Regions from separate parts of the Macaca mulatta genome. Here region 2 is linked to region 1. A link is a contact called in public Hi-C data. All regions are on one chromosome and are shown on one strand. The core of a region is the stretch at or near the end of the contact, and the rest is flanking DNA. Distances in the headings are between cores, read along the strand shown. Region 1 holds the start of SESN1 (sestrin 1). Region 2 holds the start of CD164 (CD164 molecule).

Region 1 (4,415 bases), core at 1,148-3,647:
GGAAATTCTTGAGTCCTTTTGCAGGATGAATGAGTCTTGAAATATATATCGCATAGTCTATGTATTTCACTTATGAAAGGGAGAGAAGCATCTACTATATATACCAGAGCACTTTATATCTCATTTGATTCTCACAAGAGCTCTGTGTTGTTATTCCCATTTTACAGACGTGGAAATTCAAGCTAAGAAAGGTCAAGGAATTTGCCCAAGGTTACAGGCAAGGTCATTAGTAAAGGAGCGGAATTTGAGCCCAACTCTGACTCCAGTATCCATGTATTTATCATTATATTGAAATCCTTTGATACTATACTCCTCAGAGCCTGCTCACTTTTATTTTCAATATAACTCTTAACAAAATCGGTTATCTGGTTTCCCATTCTAATATAAATTAAGCAGCAAAATGAAAGATCAGGAAGAGACCAAAGTCAAGTATCCTGATGGCAAAGGAAACAAGAGAAAAACTATAAAAATTACACACAAAAAATATAAAAACTAATGGATCATATAGTCAGTCCTCCACCCTTTGCTGCACAATACTCGATATGCTTAATGATGACCCCATTATGGACAAAAATGGTTGTTATAGCCACTACAGTCTAGAAGATAGAGAAATAACTTTTTGTGTTTCAAAGGGTAAACTTCAGTTACCTAGTATATTAATTCCTCTCTGGTAACTCTGAATTGTGACAATTGTTTCCGAAGTGTTAGTGAGAAGGAATATCCCAAGATTTTAAATAGGGTCTTCATTTTGTCGATATTATTTTTCTGTTGCTTTAAACTAAATTCAAGCCAGTATATAAAAACTGTCAATTTTAACTTACATAGTTACCCAAGTACATTTTAAATTTTAAGAACCTCTCATACATGACTTTGGACAACACACGCAGATTGAGAAATGTAAAGATTGACAAGCATATATAAGGTGTTACTGAATATTCTCAATATCTAAAAACTTTTTTTTAAAAAAGTCTTCTAACACACCTTGTAATAAAACAAGATAAATTATGAACAAAATGGAGGAAAAACTATAATATTTTTAACCTGCTGCACTCATATCTTAAATAGCTACACATGTGAAAAAGAAACAATTCAGGCAAACACAGAGAAAGCTGGTTGAGCAATTTGCCATAAAAGTGCTTCTATCAAATACCCCACCTGGGTCCACCTTTTCAACATGAAAATGTTAGCTTTTTTAAGAGAGCTTTTTATTATTTATATAATTCTCTTCTTGAAAAAAGAGAGGTTGCATTTAGAGAACACATCCTGGTTTGTTTTGTTTTTAAAAATAAGACAAAATTGTTCCACCAATTATATTGAACGGGCTGACTAGGAAACATTTAATACCCTTTATCATTTTAGAGGCTTTTAAATGTGAGCCTTTCCACTCAGAACACTGTGACAATGTGAAAAAACACAATGGCTACATTTCCCAACAACATGTAAAAAGAAATATAAGGAAAAACAAGTATTTACTTGGAATTAACTGTAGTTTTCATATATTCTTCCAGGAGCAAAGCAGTTTCTGCCTAAAACTCTCTAGAAAAACGCTACTTGTTTACTTACAGAACACTCTAATTTAAAGATGTAAACTCATAATCAAAGTTTACATAACAACCTAATAGAAACAAACACAACGTGAATAATTGCAAATAAAATTTCACTGTACTAGGGAGACAGTTTTGTATTTAAAATGCTCTTCCTTACCTGGATGCTCTTCAGAATAAACTCACTTTTCTCTCTTACATCTTTGAAGGGACACCTCTTAGAAAGCATAAGCAGATGAGCAAGTAGCTTATTCAACCCATCCGAAGACTCGGTATTTGAAAGCCCGTCTGATGGACGATGAGGTGTTTCTTTCACCGAACGAAGACACTCGCTTTTCCTCAAAATGGTTTGCCTAATGTTTTCCAGTGCTGTCTCTCTAGCAGTTGAATCTCTACTGCACAGTCCATCCCATCTCACTTCATTCTCTCCTTCAGCCATGACAATAGTTTTTCCTTTGCGGTCTTCAGTTACCTTTCAGCATGTCCCCAAAAATCACTCTGTGTTTTTAAAATGAAAAATGTAAAAATAAAATCAGAGAAATCAAATCGTCATGAAAACACACATATGGGTAACATTTGGAACCACTGGTGTCTTCAGCCGATCTACAAGCTAGATCACCCTCTCACCCTCTCCTTGTACACTAAAGGGCAGTCTTCCTTCTGGAAAACAAAGTTGGAAAGTTGCAACCTTACAGCGCTGGCTTTGGTGGACGGAGAATTTCGGGGAAGCGTTCTCCTCCGTCTCGCGGGGTCAGCGGATATCCTCACGTTGTGGAGCTGTCAAATCCGTGCTCTGCCCCAAAAGGCTGGTAACAGTTGAACGCCCTCCAGCCATTCGGGGCTTTTTTGTCTGTGCAGCCACCGGGTTCTCTCGAGCTTTCCCACCCCGCCCCTCCTCCGACACCAGTCCCCGCCCTCCGCAGCTCCTCCCAGCGCCTCAGCAGCCGGCCGGGCGCCGGCAGGGAAGGCTTGCCGAACCCTGGCCCACTGGCCGCAGCGGCCGGAGGCTTTGGCGCTGCTGGAGGGCGGCAGTCTCGGGCAGCCGCTGTCTCGGCGGGCGGCGATGAAAAAAAGCGTCCCCAGCCCCGCCAATTCCGGACCCCCGGGAAGACGCTACTTCTCCGATCCCTGCACCCTCGCCCACCACCGCCGAGCCAGAGGGCATAGGGCGGCCCTGGCAATCCTCGAGCGCAGGGCTGGGCCGCGGAGCTGGCGGGGCGGCGGGGCCCAAGGCGCAAAGCCCGCCCTTCGCCCAGCCCCATCGGTGGGGATCAGCCCAGAGGGCGGGAGCAGGGAGGGGAGACGGGGTCCTCACCCCCAGCCCCTCCCCTTTCTCCGCCCGGCACAAACCGGGAGCCACCCCGGCCCCAGCGCCTTCTTCCCCGCCCAGGCAGACGCGACCCGCCGAGGCAAAGCCATTGGAAAAAGCCCCGCCCTCTGGCAGGCTACCTCCGGACCCCCAGTGCGCCGCGCGCGGCTGCCAACCGCTGCCGGCTGCTACGCATGCGTGACTTAGAACAGGGCACAAGCGCCTCCGGAGGCTCTAAGCTTGCGCCCTGGGGCGGTTTCCGTTCCCGGATGTTTGGAGTGTGTCCTGGAGAAGGGGAAGGAAAAAGTAAGGCGTAGAAGTACACTGAGACTTCGTCACACACAAAACAAGCACGACAAAGAAAAAGGGCACGAAGGGACTCCTGGACGAAATTGAGTCTACATTTAAGATCACCGTAAAAGTAGTGACGGCCTCTTTATTACTCCAAACCCCAGATTTAAGTCGGTGGGACGTCTTCGCGTTGACTTGTGGGGAATGTAGTTTTGATGCTGCCGGCGCGTTTTGTTTGCGACAGAAACTACAATCCCCAGAGGCCACTGCGACGTCGCCTGTGGCTGCCCGCGAACCAACGGTTAGCGGTGGCAGGGGCTGACTGAGAGTGTCTGCTTGGTAAGCACTGTAGGCTGGGTTGTCACCTTTCCTTGACAGGGTTTTTCCTTCCTCCATTTCCTCTGGGATTTTGGAGACGAAGCCATCTAGCGTGGCCTCCCTTAGTCCAAGGATTTTTCCAGTGGCTTGCGTGGGAAGGACTAGTCCAGCTGCCCAAGCGCGGGGTGTGGTGGGTGAGGCGAGGATTTAGGGATCCTGATCCCGAGGGTCGCAGGGAGCGGCCTAAGAAGGAAGGATGCTGTGGAAACTGGAGCTTCGGGCTGCTGCTTCTGCTTCCACCCTTTTCTGTGGGCAGGCGCGGGATGGATTTGGGATCTCTGCGCATTTGCACCTTTGTTTGCCTTTGCTTAGGGATGTTCTGGGCTTTATTTGCTTTTAGAAAGTCATTATTTGAGAAAAGTCGAGGTTTGAACGGCCATCAGTGGACTGATAATCGGTGTAGATTTTAATTCTTTATGTTGCAGAATTGCATTACATTAAATTCTAAAACTTTCATCTTGCTAGGCACTGAATATACAACAATGAGAAAGACAGTCTTATCCAGTTAAGAGGAACCAGTTGTTAGACATACAGTTACAATACTATATGATATCACTGGGATGCCTAGAAGGAGATCACTTAGCCCAGTCTTGGAAAGCCAGGGAAATCTTCATCCCAGCGGAAATGAAGATCAAAAGAACAGCATATGCTAAGGCCCAGAGCGAGAGATAGGGTACTTTCAGGAAACGTCAGTAAGCCAAATCATACATACTTGGCGGTGTGGGGTGGGAAGGGAAGGGTGCTTTTTGTGTATTGATGTACTTTGAAGCTACAAAGAGACAGATATTGTGAATTCTTTACATTGTTTCTGTAAGTGAGCTATTTTTGAATAGATGCATAGTTCTGATGAATTGGTCGAATTTCAAAAGCCTGTTACATTCTAACACTTCTAG
Region 2 (4,000 bases), core at 1,501-4,000, 270 kb after region 1:
GGGGGTTGGGGGAAGAGATGCATGAAATCAATGATTTTATTGGTATCTTATCTGAATCTGTATTATCTTTTTGAACAGTAAGTATTACATACAGCACCAAAATTACTAATTCAAAGAAATGATAAAACTTTATAAACTGGCTTACTAAGAAATTCCAATCATTACAAAGCTGTAAGTAAACGCATTAGAAAAACAAACAAGCTAGTGGTCACTCTTAGTACAGTGCCTGATGGTATCTATCTAACCAATCCTTTTTCACAGGACAACTAGTTGAAAGACACACACAGTCATTAAGGATTCAGGCATTTCAAAGCATCCTTAATACATAAAAATATTGAGAAAAAGGCTTGGCTGTAAGACCAACACTACATATGAGAAAATCACTACGCCCAAACATCAGATAAAACCCTGAGATTTTTAGTAGTAACAGTGGTAAACAGGCTGAACCCAAGCCCTGATGATGCCCGTTCTGCTGCAAAAAAAGATCATTTCCCAGGGATTCTCGACTCATAAATGATCTACTCTTGACAGGATCCTCTACAACTGGAGACAACATCTATAAGGCCATATTCACGTGCATATAATTCAAGTTAACAAGGTATTTGTCAATAGTTCATCCTAGGCCAAACAGTCCAGAAACAAGTACTCATCACCATAATTCAATTTCCGGAGAAGAACGGACTATAAAATTGTGCTCTATTTTCCAGTGAGTAAAAGCAGTAAAATGAAAGAAAAAAAGAATTGGGCTCTATTCATTTTCCTAGAAACTAGATGCCTCCGAATATTTTCATTTGCTTTGCTCCTGCCTAAAAAATAGTTCTGCAGAGGCACTGCTTTCAATACTTCACCATTAGTACTTATTAAAGACTGGGACACGTACGGTGGGCGGGTGGAGGGTTCATAAAGTAGAAATGAATTTTAAGTTTGTATACATAAAACATGCTGTTTAAAAACCTTTGTGCTTGATGGGTCTAGCGGAGTGAAATGTCTGAAATGTTCTTTACAATGAACTAAACTTCCTACCTTTCAGACCACACCACACCCACTATGATTTCCAGAAAATACGTACCTCCTTTGCACGCACTTCAATTACACAAAGGCAATTTGATACTTCCAACCTTCTCTTACACACACACTACAATTCTGAAAGGAAACTGCCAAATTAAGTCGGAGACAAACATATTCTGCTCTATCACCTTAAAAATAGTGCGGTTAGAATTCCCAGTATTATACTGCAATTTACTTCCCTCGTTTTGAAATGTTACCATTACATCTTCCTGAAACTAACAAAACATTAAGTTTACTATGTACTTTATCAAACTTTTATAAAATACTAAAACTAGAGGAGAATTTGTAGACTATGAATGCCGTGATAAAAATCATTACACTTCGGCATTCTTCGGTCGAAAAACCAATGTTAACTACACAAACATTACTTCTTAACTAATGTTAACTACAATAACCAATCATACGAGACTGCAGGTTTTAAACATCTGGTGTTTCTCCTGCTTATTACCTCAAACTTATCTTCCTTCTCTCTTCTGCGTTGTCACGGTATGTGCCAATTTCTGCTTTAAAATGTATGTATACCTTAACCAGCCTATTCGACTGTACGTAACAAAAGACATGCTCCTGATCAGGTTTTAGAAAACCCACAGACCTGGGCACAAATCCCAATTCCACAACCTACTAATACGCTGTCTGAGCACAGGACATAGTGAAGAAAATTTTAAAAACAATTGAAAAAAGAATAAACATACACTGTGAGGAGAGTTTACTCATCTCTGTCTCTGCACCTACCTCCTAGGTTTCACTACTTACCTTCCAGTTTAGCCTCAGGATACGTACGCAAAACACTCAGTACATATATGGGTACTTTTCTTCCTTTTCGCATACCATGAAGTGTGAAGTTTTCACTAACTACGTGCTCAAACCTCAGCTACATTCTATTCCTATCTGCAGAATCAATGTAATTAAATCTCAAGCGACTTTCTCAGACTCAAGTCTGAGACACCAGCGAGCATTACCGTCTTTAAGTTTCTCTTTCCCGGACTTCCGGAAAAAGCTACCTCCGGAGAGAGGCGACCGGCCGCAGCGAGAGGCAGCTCGGTCCCACCGCCAACCTCAGAGGCGCGACGCCCGGCCCCATCCTCAACCCCACCGCTGCCCCCGCGAAGAAAAGCCACGTCCTCACTTCCGACCCCAAGTGAGGCTAGGGATTACGATGCACTTTTAAAAGGCACCTCGACTTGGAACACTTCGAGGTGGGCCCCAGCCCCGCAGCCACGGGGAACCGCGAGTCCCCTGCCCCCCAGAGCGCTCCCCAACCGGCTCAACCGCGAGTGGACTCCAGGCGGGCCGCCATGTTGCCGGAGTCGCCACCGCACCCCGAGCGCGGCCGGCCCGCCCGACCCTGGCCCCAGCCCGGGCCCCGACCGCAAGACGGGCAGGCAGTGCGGCTCGGCGGAAAGCCCATAGGGCCCGCGCCCACCTGGTGCCGGAGTGGTGACCAGCGGGAGGGACGTCACCGGCGCCGAGGTTATGTTGGAGGTGGGCGCTAAACTCGTCACGTTCGTGTGCGGGGTTGGGTTCTCTTCCGCAGACAGCACGCAGAGCACGGCCAGGCAGGTGACGGCCCAAAGCAGTGAGCGGGAGAGCCGCGACATCGTGTCCTCAACGCTGACGTCCGGGGGAAAGCCGCGGCGCGCAACGCTCGGTCAACTCCTCAGTCTCCTGCGGCGCCGCCTCCGAGACTATGTTTCCCCGCGGGAGCGCGCTGGGGTCACGTGAGGGGCCCCTGTTCTCAGTGTGCGGGGGCGGAGCGGAGGGAGGTGGGGCTCGGGCGATACCAACGGGAATTCTACGGGGGGAACCAGGGGGAGTTGGGAAGAAACCGAAGGAACCTGGCCCTCAAAGAGACTGTGCCACAGCCAAGAAAACTGGGAGCCCCTGCAAATCATTCTTCTTGCCCTCCGATTACCACTCACGACGCAGCTGGACTTGTCTCATACCTGCGATAGGGACGGCCCCCACCCTGACGTTCATGGAACAGCCGACATGACGTGGCCTACGGCGTCCACCTGACCGCCTCGCCAGGCCGTAATTCCGCGGCCCCACGTGACCTCCAGGGCCGCGCCTTCCGGACGCAACTCCGCTGGGGCGGAAGTTGGTTTTGTGCGGCTCACAAGAACTAAGTTTGTGCTGTGCTGCCGGATCCCCAGAGTGTTTCCTTATATTCTCGGCAGGACCCCTTCCTTTTTTCTTGAAGATTGATTTTGCTGGAAGTTATCCTATGATGGGACTCCCTAGGGGAATGGAGGCACCACGTGGTTAAGGAGTTTGTGCTTTGCCACCCACGTAGTGTGGGCTGCTGAGGCGCCGCCCGGGTCAGAGCCGCAGAGCGTCTACTCTGTCACTTTCCCAGCCTGACTTTTCCGAATTGCTATTTCAGGCGGCGGTTGCAGCAGCCGGTCTGTGTCAACTCCACCACTGTAGTCAGAGAATCAAAAGCGGTCTGAGTTGGAGGCCATTGGGGCGGCTGCCACCCCCACATTACCAGTGAGGAAATTTGAGACTTAGAAAAGTGACCTGACCTGGATACGGGATTGCCTGGCATCAGCGCTGGATTCTTAAGTGCCTGTTAGTGTTCAGGCACTGCTAAGACTTTTATTTAGTAAGGGTGAGCGCCATCTACTGCCAAGACTCACAGAATGTTCGCAAAGTTTCATACAGTTATCAAGTGGTAAAAATCAGACTTCAAAGTTGTATTTAATGCTGTGTTTTCAGCTGTTGTACACTTATGTAATTTTAATTATGCAAAGTTATCCTAATAATATAGGAATTTTAATTGCTTTCGTGAGATCTGTTATGATGTGCCACGAACGCCAAAAAAGATGACTGCATAGTGCTTTACCTTTTTGCTCAAATAGAAAGCTTTTTATTTCCCCTTGGGATCTTATCAGTGTCGTACCCTCAGGACTATGAACATTTGTTCCAATAC

Evidence for each region. Hi-C and Micro-C count contacts between places; a contact is called where the count stands out from the background.
Region 2: a Hi-C map of liver shows a contact between it and region 1, with 4 times the contacts expected there. The contact joins the promoter of CD164 here to the promoter of SESN1 in region 1. A contact is called at or near these places in 5 of 14 Hi-C or Micro-C datasets (blood, cortical neurons, fetal cortex germinal zone and 2 more).

Annotation. Positions count from the first base shown.
Region 1 is chr4:14,206,889-14,211,303 of T2T-MMU8v2.0, forward strand. SESN1 (sestrin 1) reads right to left here and starts at 2,398. Exons shown (of 10, transcript XM_077999246.1): 1 at 1,705-2,398. The coding sequence starts at 1,983. It also overlaps a transcript of CEP57L1 not described here.
Region 2 is chr4:14,479,307-14,483,306 of T2T-MMU8v2.0, forward strand. CD164 (CD164 molecule) reads right to left here and starts at 2,751. Exons shown (of 6, transcript NM_001265743.1): 1 at 2,492-2,751. The coding sequence starts at 2,666.